Linked DNA regions of Capra hircus: region 1 is linked to region 2. A link is a contact called in public Hi-C data. All regions are on one chromosome and are shown on one strand. The core of a region is the stretch at or near the end of the contact, and the rest is flanking DNA. Distances in the headings are between cores, read along the strand shown. Region 1 overlaps DGAT2 (diacylglycerol O-acyltransferase 2). Region 2 overlaps UVRAG (UV radiation resistance-associated gene protein).

Region 1 (7,055 bases), core at 34-2,533, 65 kb after region 2:
TGCTGGAGACTTGAAAGTCACCATTGGACTTCGAGTCCCTGGGAAGGGAGTAAGACACTTCCTCATTCCCTGTTTCTCCAGCCAAACACACCAAGTCCTCTTAATTGCACTCTGCCAGCCTCCTTCATTCCCTCCCTCTGGGCCCAGCCCCCTCACCACAGCCAGAGTGACGGCTCTAAAAGCCCAGCGAAATCTCCCTCCCTCTCAGATAAAGAGGGATGTCCAGCTCCCAGCGGGGTAAAGTCCAAGTCCCTAACTTTGGCCGGAGAAGGGACAGAGCGTCTGGCCTGAACAGAAACTTCCTCCCAGGCAGCCAGACTCAGGTCAGGCTCCGATGCAGGAAGGACAAGGACAAGTCACAGCCCTGGTGCCAGCCACACTGGGGGTGGGGAGGTCAGCTGTGCAGCTGGGGTGGCTGACCTGCGGTGCTATCCACAGAGCTGTCCTGGGATGGTCTCGAGGGTGATTGGCTTCCTTGGGGCCCACCCCTCGCCCTGGGGCTGGCGGCCTGGACACTGGGGTGGGCGGTGCAAAGTTGCCCTAATCCCTAAGAGGCGCCCACCCAGCACTACAGGGAGCACCAAGGGGGTGGAAGGTGCTAAGAGGGATGGAGAGGATGGGCATTCTGTTCAGAAAACATTACTTTTTTCCCAACTAGAAAAATAATGAATAATCAGAGAATTTTAAAAATACAGGAAAGTCAGAAGAAAGTCAAAAGCACCTGTCATACTTCCCTCCAGATAAACCACTCTGACGTGTTGAGTTTTTTTCTACTCAAATACACATGTTCTTTTTTAAAAATCTCCAAACTGAGGTCATATGGTTGATATAACTTTTATGTAACTACCTCCCAAGCATATCAAAGCTTTTTTATTTTTTTCTTATCAGAATCCCTCAGTAACATGTCTTCTCACAGCTATGCTACATGAATAGGATTGTTATCAAACCTACCCAGATAAAAAGCTTCGAAAAGCTTCTAAAATTTCCCTCAGAAATAATGCTTCCATAGATACCTTATTTTTGTCTTCATGTCTGCATTCTTAAGACAAACTTCTAGAAAGACAGCTCGCGGGTCAGAGGGTAGGACCACTTTGGTCTGGTGGGCTGCCCTGCCTCTGGAGACAGGGTGCTGAGGACATCCCTACCAGCAGTGCCTCAAGGCTCCCCCTGCCCTGCGCTGGGCCAGCGGGAAGCAGAGTGCCCAGCTACCAGCAGAAGAGCAAGCGCTGGGGCTTCCATGACTCTGGATTTGGAAACTGCCTGGCCGAGGGAAGGACGTCGTGCTCAGCTTGAGGGGGTGGGGTGCTGGTGACTGGTCTCCAGGAAACTGAAATCTGAATCTGCAGGCGATGGAGGCCAGAAGGGGATGGGAGTGAAGGCAGCCGGCATACCTCCCAGCTCTGTAACTACCAGGACATGTCAGCGTGAGCCAGATCCCCTGTGCTGTGTACCCGGATGCTCGGGACATTTGTACTCTTTCTTCCTTCTTTGCCTTTGTTGAGCAGATTAAAACTCCTCAAAACCCCAAGTGATCTCCAGCTGCCCACCATATAAAAGGGGAGCAGTAGCAGCTGCTTCCACGGCTAGTGGGGATGCAGCTTGACATGAGCTCCGCGAGGCGGTGATTTTGGGGTTTTGCCCCTGAGAGCAGCTGCGCCCACCACTTTAGCTTTCGGGAAAGCCAGAATGAAAAAGCACCTTGTGCCAGTCTCCACAGAGGAGGAAGGCATGGAGGTGAGAGTGGAGGCGGCCAGTACTGGAATGGAAACCTGCTCCTGAGCTGAGGTGAGGGCCAGGCCCAGGAAACTACTGGACAGCGTGGGCTGGAAGAGCCCTGATCTGGGCCATTCCTTCGATTATGAGGTAGACTGAGGCCCAGAGAAAAGAGTTGCTGCTTCCCGGGGAGGTCGCAGCAGATTCTTCCCTACCTCTAGTCCTGGCCACCCAGCTGTGCTTTCCCTGGTCCTGAGATACAGATGGGCCACTTGGCGGAAGCTTGGCTGGTCCCTTAAATCATTTCCTCCCTGCACCTGAAGCCTCTGTCTGGTTAAGTGACGTGTCCTGTGGCAGAGTGCAGGTTCTTTGTCTCCAGTGCAGCAATTGGAAAAGTGCAGGCATCTGATATGGCTTTGATCTGACTTTGTGCCACACTCCTCCCCTGGGTGGACAGTGTCCACTCAGGGGGGAGGAGGAAGGGCAGTGCTGATGAAGGCTCTGTTGACGCACCTGATCTCATGTTCCCTGACTGTTTCCAATGGCAAAGTCTCAGCCCCAGGCGCTGGCCAGGCCTGGCCTGCCGGCCGACACAAGCCTGCAAGTCCAAAACAAGCCCAACACAAGGCTGCCTGTCTCCCTGGCAGCCACGGTGGTCAGATAGCTTTGTCCCAGCCTGGCACCTTATAGAGGAGGAAACTCAGAACCAGAGAGCAGAGACTCGCCTAAGCTCACATAGTGGGGCACCGGGGGCAAAGGAACGAAGGAATGAGAACACAGGCCCTGAGGCAGACACTGCCTTGGTTTCTATACCAGCCTCACACCTTGGGACAGTTCCTCTTCTCTGGGCCTCTGTAGGTCCATCTGTGAAATCAGGCAGATGGACAGATAAGTGACTGTAAGCTCAGAGAGTCTTTTCTAGTCTTTTCTCCAAAGACCCTGCCCATCGCCACTGGGAGAGGTGACCCGGGCACTGCCCACTCCTCTGCCAGGTAGCTGGTGGTCCTGGTGGCTGGTAGTGAACACATAAGGCCCACCTCTGCTGGGAGAAAGGATGCTCTCTGGGCCAGCAGAGCAGCTCTGGTGGCAAAGACCTTCACCGAAAAGGGAGTGGGGAGGTATAGGTGGGTGGGCACAGTCAGAGATCATTCCCCAACCAGTGGCAAGAGGCCAGGAAAAGGGTGTGGTACAGAAGGGTCATACACGACTCCCTCAATCCTGACATCAGTTCACAAAGGCCAAACTTCCCTGCACAGAAGAGGAGCCAGAGGTCCCGAGGGTCAGGGACTCTGCCAAGACCACCACCAGGGAAGGGCAGAACCCAGGATGAGGCATGAGGCCTCAGGCTCAGCCTGGCTTTGGTTCTGGCAGGACCTAGGGCCCCTCCCAGGGCCAGCTCACCTGGGGCATGTGGATGCAACCCCCAGCTGACTTCTTGGAACAGAGGTGAGACAAGGGACATGGGTTTTGTTTTTGCTCTTCAGGGAGGGTAGAGATCAGTGGGAAAGGGTACTCGTCTGTCCCAGCTCTGACCAACAGTCATCAGGTCATCCTGTTCCGGATGGAGGGAGCTATCAGCCTTGAAGAGGTTTCCTGGGGGGGCAGGCTACTCTGGGGCCCCCAAGGAAAAAGCCCCAGCAGAGAGAAAGAGTCCATAATCCCTCACAACAAACCATAATTTACCACTTTTCTAGCATGTGAACAGCTCCATGTCACAGAGAAGGAAAATGAGGCTTAGTGGGCTTGAGAAGCATGCTCATGCTCATAGTCCCATGTGCAGAAAGTGACAAAGTCCAGCAGGATCCATTAGAAGGGCAAGGGCAGGGACCAGGCACACTCTTCTGCATCCCCATGCCCAGCAGAGCCCAGCAGTGCACAGGGGCTAGAGTGCACTAACAGAGGCCAGCGAACAGAGGACCTCAGCGAACAGGGCAGGACCTCAACCCAGATCTCCAACAGCACAGCAGAGGGAGGGAGCCCCGTGCGGTGAGGCTCAACCCAGTGGGGCACACCTGGACTGCATCTCTCCCAGAGCAAGAGGCAGTAGGAATTCAGTGGGGAAGAGCGTGGGGCCCACATTCTAATACTAGCCCTGGCACGGAGTCACTGTGCAACTTGGACCAGTCCTTGTCCCTCTTTGGGACTTAGTTTCCTCACCTTCAAAATGAGAGGGTTGGGTCCTATGAGGCAAAATCCTCCTGGCAACAACAGCCTTGGTTTCCTTGCAGCCAGAGAGACGGGGTCAAGAAAAGGGAAGAGCAGGGACTCTGACTCCAAAGGTCTTGGGGAAACTGGGCCCAGGCTGGGATGGGCAGAGGGAGCCAGCCCGGGGTGCAACCCCTACAATACTGAGTACAGCAGAAAAATGCAAGGTTACCTGGCCACCTCCCCCAGGTCAGCAGGCCAGGATGTCTCAATCGCTGACTCACACAGCAAATACACACCACCCTGTATCATGCACAGTCCCACATTCACACATGCTTTCTCCACTCTTCAGACCCCACTGATTTCTGCCGGGTTACTGCAGCACCTGGGGTGTGCCAGGGTTGGGGTGCCGGGTGAGCTGCCTAGACAGGTCTTTCCCTTGCAGGGAAAGCCTTCAGGATTCTGCCAGAGTTCTCCACCATCCAGCAGCATCACCCACGTGCACCAGGGCCTGGATGCCCCGGCCCTACCAACCTGGCTTGCAGACCACCGGCAGGGGGCCTGACAGAATGGCACTGAAAGCCAGACCAAGCCACTTTCTATCTTGTCAGGACCTTGAGTTTGGTCCCAGAGGAGACAGATGCTCAAAAGACCAGTGTGGGAGACCCGAGGCAGCCAGTGGCTCAGGAGGAAGGAAACCCAGAGATCAACTTGGTCTAAACTGGCTGTCTGCAGGGAGACAGCACCTCAGCTTCACCCAGGGTCAGACTGGGCTGCTTTTCCTGCCTCTGTCCTCCAAGCCTGAGGGAAGCTTGAGGATTTGTCCAAGCGTATCTCCCAGAGCTCTGCTGCACAGGGGGGCAGTGTGCTGTGGTGGGGAGTGTCCAGACTTGAAGCAAGACAACAGCTGCAGTCTTGGCTCAGTTCCCTGTTAGCCTCATTCAGCTGTGCTCCTCTCTGGCCTTCAGTTTCCTCTTCTGGAAAAATGGGATAAAATGAATACCCGCCATACAGGGTGCAGCGAGGGTTAAAGGAGACTCCTTGGGGGAAGGCACTGGCCCTGAGAAGGCTCCCGGCGAATAGAAATCCGCCCTTCCCCTCCACCTTCTCCCCATCCTCCCCATCCCAGGCTTCTTGCTCAAGCTCAGGCGCCTGTGTTCTCATGATTTTCCCTGCCTCTTCAGTGCTGCTTCTCTTCAGGATGGGGTTCAAGGAGCAGCACCTTCAGAAGCCTTTCCCAAGCACTTCAGCAGTGAGGCTCTCACTCTTCACTCACTGCACACCAAATTTTCTGGCCCCTTATTCCCATGACCAGGACCCCTGGTGACCCACCCACGACTGGCTGAGAGAGGTGAAATTTCTGTAAGAGCTTCAGAAGGAAAGAAAGCTCCTCACACCTATTGCTAATCTTGATTCAGACCAGATAAACTTGGACTACCTTAGTACTGCTCTTGATAAATCACTTCCTTTTTTATATTTTTTGGCTCCATCATGCAGTTTGCAGGATCTCAGTTCCTCGACCAGGGAATAAACTGGGGCATAACAGTGAAAGTGCTGAGTCCTAACCACTGGACCACCAGGGAATTCCCAGTCACTTCCATTTTAAGTTATGACTTTAATATTCACTGAAAGCAGACAAGCAATGGCCATAGTATCTACTATTATTCCTGCTTCTTTCATCACCCAGGATCTCAGTATCTGAAACAGCTTTTAGATCCAAATGCTAGAAGAAGTCTTGTTTACCCAAGGAACAAAGAACCTTCTTTCTTTCTGAAAATGAGGATCAATAACTAGCATGGTTCCCTTTTTGCCTTGGCTACCGGGAAGCTCAGAGGTGACCATGAAGTTCAGTCACTGAAACTCTGTTGACAGTTATGGATGAATTACTAGTATGTTTTCCTCCAAGTCTTGATTTTTCTTTTTTCCTGGTACAGAATTATACATATGTATCCTAAACTGCCTCACATCCTGCATAAAGCAGGGTAGAAGATCGACAGATGCTCATAGTGGGAGATGTCACATAGTTCAACCCTGCACACATGATCGCTGTGGATGGCTAAGTTAAGGCTTGACTTCAGATTTCCCATCCATTCCTACCCTCCCAAGATAACACCTGCAAGTTTTTACCTGAATGGGAAAGTAGTCTCGAAAGTAGCGCCACACAGCCCAGTTTCGGACCCACTGTGACCTCCTGCCACCTTCCAGGGAACAAAACACAGTGTTGAGAAGGAGTAGGAGTGGGGGAGGGTGACATTCGGGCAGAGCCAGTGTGAACCCCTGAGCTGGGTGACCAGCACCCTAGGCAGCATCCTCCCCCTCCAAGCCCCTTTCCATGTTCATTCCCTCACATTATGGACACCTGGCACTGAGTGTGAGCTCCGGTGAGAAGCACGATGGCAACCTTAGAGACTCCCCTGCCTTCAGTACCATGCCCAGGCTTAGCCCGACACTATTCACATAGTAGGTGCTAACGAAAGAAGGGGCAGTACCCATGACGAGGAACTTCAGCTTGTGCAGGAGGGAGTGTCCCGAGGGCGGGGGAGTCAGGCAGGGCGACCTGCGCGCCTACCTTTCTTGGGTGTGTTCCAGTCAAACACCAGCCAGGTGAAGTAGAGCACGGCGATGAGCCAGCAATCGGTACAGAATGTGTACATGAGGATGGCGCTGCAGGCCACTCCTGGGGAAAGGCAGATGGTCCCGGGTCAGGCCTGTGCTCCCGACACGGGCTTTCGTACCCTCTGGACCCAGGTCACTGGGTGACTGAGTGTCCACTGTGGCCCTAAGCTAGGCACACATGGGGCCCTAGGCAGAGTGCCATGGGGAGGGTGGGATGGGGAGGGGGGGAAGATGTTCCTGAGAGCAGCAGGCTCACGGGACACGAGCCTCATCTTCTGGATTCTCATGGGCTGTCCCAGCATCAAGAGGCATGTGGGCTCCATGCTGTCTGGGCAGCAGCACCACAGGTGATGGACGTTAACTTAGAGCCTTACAGCTGTCCTTTCTGCCCCTCCTTGTGTGTTCTCCCCACCTGAGTGCCCGTCAGAATGGCTGTGGACGAGGGGAGGAACCTGCCAAGTGCCGCTGTATCTCAGGACTTGGGCTGAATCACTGTCTTGAGTGTGAGGCAGGGTGACTTTTACCCCATTTTAGAGATGAGAACACTGAAGCTCTAGGGGGGAGGGAACTAGTCCAAGGTC
Region 2 (6,604 bases), core at 1,619-4,118:
CGCTGCGGCTTCTCTTGTCTCAGAACACAGGCTCTAGGCACTCGGGCTTCAGTAGCTGCAGCACATGGGCTCGGCAGGGCCCAGACTGCAGGCTCAGCAGCTGCGGCACACGGGGCCTAGCTGCTCCACAGCACATGGGATCTTCCCAGAGCAGGGATCAAACCCATGTCCCCTGCACTGGCAGGTGGATTCTTAACCACTGGACCACAAGGGAACCCCAACCTTTTCATTTTTTCCCAAACAGTTAACCAATGCCAATCATAAATTGGCTACATACATGTGTGTGTATATATATACATATGTTCTTTTCTAATATACATACATATACTCTAATTCATTCCCAATATGTTTCTGGGGGGGGAGAGTTTTGGGGCTAAAATTGTGTTCCTTGTTATTACAAGGTACTTTCACTTAATATAGTTTTGTATTGCCTAATTTGCTCCAAGTATGCAATATTTTTTAAAGCAGTGGAAAAAAATTAAAGCTATTCCTTTTTTCTTTTGAGAGAATTCCTCAGCTTAATCTGTAAAGTGTCTAAAGAGTCTCCAACATATATATCTTCAGCTCTAAAAAAATGAACAGCATTATTATTTTTTTCAAAACTTTGCTGACTAGCTATATACATACATAAATGAAACTACACAATTTGCTTTCCCCATTAGATGCTCAAAATGGACTTGCTAATTTTAATGGAGAAAGGTCAACAAAGGAGCCATAGAGTTTGGAAAGGACTCACCAAGTCTAAAGGAATTTCTGAAGTGTTAAATGTGGGCCTACACTGTCTACCATTCTGCTATACTTTGACTGTCGATAAATCAGCAACATGGTGCACAACAAAATAGTGAATTCAGGAGAATTTAAAGTGAAAAAAACAGTTCCAGTCCCCAATGCACCATGTATAAGTTTGACCCTGGACAAGTCAATTAACTTTCCTGGGCCATAGTTTCTTCACCTTTAAAGGAGAATGACACCTGGAAAATAACAGGGCTGTTATGAGGCTCAAATGAAATACTGAATTAACAATACTTTATAAGCTATCATTGTTATTAATATAATTCTGTGAATTTTCATTAATTCAACTTGAGCAAAACTATTAGACAAATAAAATTTCAAAAAGATATCATGCAAGACTAGTTCTACATGAAAGGGACTATTAGATACAAATGCTTCTCTATCCATGCTAAGACCTAAGCAAACAAAGCAAGCAGAGATTGCAAAGCATGGTTCCAACGGCATGTCAAAACATGCTATTATATAGCATTCCATTTATTTAACAAATGCTTTTTAGTATCTCAACTTCACTCAGAAAAGAAGAAACAAACTTTATAAACTATTTTCCAACTATCAGATTGGCAAAATTTCACAAGTTTGATTGCACAGTCTGCTGGTCAGGCTGTAGGGAAAAGGGTACCCATACACAGCAGGTGGGAACATCGACAAGGACAATTTTGTAATATTCGTACTTCCACTCTGGAATTTACCCTAAAGCCTTACTAGCACTCACACAAAATAATATATACCAATGAAACTGTTCATGGCAATGCTGTCTATATAGCAGAAGACCAGAACAACTAAATGCTCATCAAAAGAAGTCAGTTAAATAAATTATGGCATGACTGTTCAATGCAAAACAGAAAAAAAGAAAATTAGAGAAGCTCTTTATGAAATAATATGGGAAGACATCTAAAATATATTAAGTGAAAAATGCAAGGCACAGAAACATATATATACACATATACAATTGGTACAATTTTTACTCACAATTGCATAAAGAATATCAGTAAAGATAAACCAGGTACAGCAAAAAAACTAGCAAGATGAAACAGATGAGAGGAAGATTTTAATATAAACCTTCATATATATATTTTGAGCCATGGACTATATTAGCTATTCAAAAATTAAATGAAAATATCTGGGGGCTTACTTTGTGCCAAGCATTAATCCAAGTATTGGAAACAGAGAAATTTCTACTCAAATGGAGCTTATATTAGTGGAGAGAGACATGCATTAAGCAAATAAGTAAACATACAGTTATGTCAGACAATCTGGAGTATCGTGGAGAAAAATCAAACACAAAAGACGGGGAGAAGAGTTGCAATTTTTAAAAGGGTTAGTCAGTGATCAAGCAGAGTTTCTCTGAGGAAAGATCTGGAGTGAAGACCTGAAAGAAGGCAGAGGAGCTAGTCATGTGGCCATCAGGAGGAGGGTCCAGGCAGGTGCCTTAAACTGAAGCCGATCTGAATTCAAGAAAGGCAAGGGCAATAGGCATGGAACAGAGAGAACTAGAAGAGGAGAAAGAGATAAGTGCCGAGAGGTGAGAGACGGCCAGTTCATGAAAGGCCTAGGAAACAAGAACTTTAGCTTTTACTCTGAATGCAACACGAAGCCACTGGAGGCTTTGAGGGGAGGAATAACAGGACCTGACTTTCATCTTAACAGGATCTCAGTTGAGACCACACTGAAAAGAGTGCGTGGGCAGACAGACCTGTTAGAAGTCTACCTCAACAATTCATGCATGATAGTCTGGAGGTAGTAAGAAAAGAGAAGATTATAGATATATTTTGGTAGTAAGAACCAAAAACATCTGCTGAAAAATTGGGTATGGAATATAAAAGAGGACAATGCAGGGTGATTCCAAGGTTTCTGGCCAAGCAAATGGAAAGAGTTGCCATTTTCTGATAGAGGGATGAATACAGGAGACAGATCAGGGTTAGAACATCAGACTCACTGCTGAATCTATCGAGTTTAAGTCACCTCCTAGGCTCCAAATGGAGATGCACAGTAGGCAACTGAATACATCAGTATGAGTTCAGGGAGGAGGCGAAACTAAAGAAACACATTTGTAAGCTGTTAGAGTGACAAGTGATATCTGAAACTATAACACATGCATGAGACCCCCAGACTGAACTATGTAGAGGTCATCTTCTAATGCATCAAAATAACTGGCTGGCATTCCAGGAAAGCACAGGCACTCACATTTCATGGGGGAGAAATAACTATGGCTAAAGAACAAACTTGATTTTATAAAACTTCCAAGTTTAAGAAGGAACCAGTATTAGAACTAGTTCCTCAACCACTGACACAAAGCTTTGTTCTCTGAGAATGTAATAAATGGTGTTCAATTTGAACTACCTGAGAAATAGACAATCTCCTAAGAGCACTAAAAAAAGTGTCAAAAATCAAAAAAAACTCACTCATAGCTTCTTACGCTCTGCTGTGAATTCAGCTGAAATAAAAGAATAACGAAGAAATCAGCATTTTAGATATTCTTCCAAATAAAAAAAAAAAAAACCAACTTCTTCTGAAACTGAGAAATGATGCCACTAGGCAGGTGGTACAGGAGGCTTTTAAGAAGAGCCCATGGGCCTTCCATTGTGGTCATCCTACACCAAGGGCCACACGATGATCACGCAACGGATATTCACGTTTACCATCACAGCTCCAAGAAGACAGTTCAGTCCAGTCGCTCAGTCGTGTCCCACTCTTCGTGACCCCATGAATCGCAGCACGCCAGGCCTCCCTGTCCATCACCATCTCCCAGAGTTCACCCAAACTCATGTCCACTGAGTCGGTGATGCCATCCAGCCATCTCATCCTCTGTCGTCCCCTTCTCCTCCTGCCCCCAATCCCTCCCAGCATCAAGGTCTTTTCCAATGAGTCAACCCTTCGCATGAGGTGGCCAAAATACTGGAGTTTCAGTTTCAGCATCAGTCCTTCCAATGAACACCCAGGACCGATCTCCTTTAGGATGGCCTGGTTGGATCTCCTTGCAGTCCAAGGGACTCTCAAGAGTCTTCTCCAATACCACAGTTCAAAAGCATCAATTCTTCAGCACTCAGCTTTCTTCACAGTCCAACTCTCACATCCATACATGATCACTGGAAAAACCATAGCCTTAACTAGACGGACCTTTGTTGGCAAAGTAATGTCTCTGCTTTTTAATATGCTATCTAGGTTGGTGATAATTTTCCTTCCAAGGAGTAAGTGTCTTTTAATTTCAGGGTGTATTAATTAGGCTTACTAAGTAAAGAGTTTTCTGGCTCCTCCTATGGCAGTGAAAAGTTACAGAGCCGACCATGCAGCCCCAACAAGTCTATTATGTCAATAGACTTCATTCAACCATGACATTCTGGAGCAGAGGGAAGTTTCAGGAATCATCAATCCTCTCATTTTAGAAATAAATTAACAGCACACAAGAGGAACTAAATGCCACAGCCAAAGGGCTTGCCAGTCAGTAACAGACTCAATACCACTACTAGACACTGGACTTCCCTGTGGTCTGAAACCAGCTAGTCCCTTATTGTGTTAATAACCATTTTATTGAAATAACTTCAAGAAACAGTCCAAAAAAAAAAAAAAATATTCCATAATAACTTCTAAGCTCAAGATATAAAGTGAACTAGAGAGGACAAGGAAAAAAAACAACAACAAAAAAAATCACTTTGTTTTCATTGTATCTCTTGGACAAGTTTTTATATCATGGTCATCAACCAGTCCCATGACTACCCTTTTTAGAAACTACTATTATGCATGTTAACATTACAATTCCACTAATAATTGCTATCATTTACCAAATACTTAAAATGTACTAAGTTCAATGTCAGTAACTATTATCAGAGGTAACACTAGAGGAAGAACTCAGAAGTTCTAACAAAGACAACCAAGAACTGATTATATGGAAACCTTTAAAAAATGTAAAGTACTTTGGCATTGTCATATATTGCTAGTGATGAAGCCAATTAGTGAGCAGCAGACCAAACCTAATAAGATCTGCAAAAATCCGTATACCCTTAGCACAGACAGTCACCAAACTGTTTCATTTTTCTTCTGGACACAGAAGACAATATTTTCCCATGCCCTGTTCACCTAAAAAGGATGATGTAACTGATATACGGCTAAGGGCATGTCATGGAATTGATGTGGAACATTTCCATTTAAAAATCTCCCTCAAATAATCCCTCTCCCTTGCCATACGAGAAGCATCATTCCAAAACAGAAGCAGCCTGGATACCTGAGCCACCAGTCAGAGGAGAACTGCCAGGCCAGTATCTGATAAGTAACAACTACACTGAACTTTGTTCGGTTGCTCAGTTGTGTTGACTCTTTGCAACCCCATGGACTATAGCACGCCAGGCTTCCCTGTCCTTCACCACCTCCCAAAGACCGCGCAAACACTGAACTCAGTGTTTAAGAAATTTATTATGCCAAGACACTGAACGACTCATAGCATTTGTTATAGTAGCTAGAGTTACTCGTTCAGATTAATACAATTGTTTTAAAAATATGCAGTGGTTAGAACGAAACCGAAGAATGAAATAAAACTGTAAAAATGGTGGAATTTACAGTCCTTGTTTCTTTGTCCAAAAACTACATAGCAAGCTATTTCAGTATATAGTATATATACTTGTATATAGTTGGTATATAGTTACAAACTGTTACATAGCTGGTATATAGTTACATACTAGCTGAAATAGCCAGAGCTAATATCAATGTAGTTTTAATCCTAATTCAATATTCCTGCCATTATACTATTTTTCCTCTTTTACAGTTTTCAACATAAGTCAACTGATTATGTCCAAGTGTCTTTTGCCTAATATGTATTCAAAAGGTGCTTGTAGTTCTGAATCAAATATTTGATGTCCTCTTAGAATTATCACTTATGGAAGAATCCACATTTCAGTATGAGGAAATGAATTCAAAGAAACCATGCAATTCTAAAAATGAGCCCATATACACAAAGAATTACAGATATGATAAGATATGAACTAGGTCCAAATTTTACCACAAGACTAAAGGAATCAATTCTATTTTAAAGATAAGCAAATTAGTACTAGATACTAAACTCAAGTAACCTATTTAAAATGACAGCTACTGAATAATTAAACATTAACATTCATGAAGGAATGATAAATTTATCATTGTAAGGCTCAGCTATCCAAAAGAACTATCCAAAAGACATGTTTCTTCAATATATATAACAATGGCTCAAGAAATGTTTTCAGATAGCATGATAACTTAGTTCTCTAATAAGCAATACTAGCAAGAGATGCAGACAATCATTTGTGTTACAAAAGAATAAAAATGAGATCTAACGATCTGTGGGTGGCAAGTCCAGATTCTCTTACCTTTGAATACCTTTTCAGTGTTACACAAGTGAAGTGTGAAGTAGGTATCAAGGAGCTGATGGCCATTCCTATTAACAATGTTCCGGGCAGCAATGTTCCGAAGATGTCTAAGACGACGCTGAAACACAAAGAAAAACAAAAAGAGGAGCATTCAGTTTTTCCTCTTCTAAAACCTTCTGAAAGCTACAATTCAAAGATAAAATTTGGTAAGTTGTCCCAGTCATTTATTTGTTGAGCCAGCAACCTTAACCCAGTCTTTTACTTATGCCTCAGCATCTCTTCTGTTAAATAGGAGTTATTATTGCCCTATATCATTTACAAAGCTGTTGGAAGCATGAAATAACAGAAATGAAATATTCTTGGAAAGTATAAATATTATATAAATCCTATATACCTGTAGAATAGCATCAGTATTTCCTGGAATATTAACTAAGCAGTAATTTGCTTTTTTCCCATCAGAAAGATGCTGGTAGAGATGC

Evidence for each region. A called contact is a pair of places that touch in the nucleus more often than the background predicts.
Region 1: a Hi-C map of liver shows a contact between it and region 2, with 1.8 times the contacts expected there. The contact joins two enhancer-like sites. A contact is called at or near these places in 3 of 5 Hi-C or Micro-C datasets (blood and liver).

The regions. Positions count from the first base shown.
Region 1 is chr15:27,726,263-27,733,317 of ARS1.2, forward strand. DGAT2 (diacylglycerol O-acyltransferase 2) reads right to left here. Exons shown (of 8, transcript NM_001314305.1): 3 at 6,428-6,535; 4 at 5,986-6,056. Among named protein-coding and RNA genes, the nearest start is that of DGAT2, 24 kb to the right of the region's middle. Within about 2 kb of position 1,284, at least 3 of the 5 cell types and tissues checked have an H3K27ac peak or open chromatin away from gene starts, as enhancers often do.
Region 2 is chr15:27,659,498-27,666,101 of ARS1.2, forward strand. UVRAG (UV radiation resistance-associated gene protein) reads right to left here. Exons shown (of 15, transcript XM_018059329.1): 2 at 6,126-6,243. Among named protein-coding and RNA genes, the nearest start is that of UVRAG, 37 kb to the right of the region's middle. Within about 2 kb of position 2,869, at least 1 of the 5 cell types and tissues checked has an H3K27ac peak or open chromatin away from gene starts, as enhancers often do.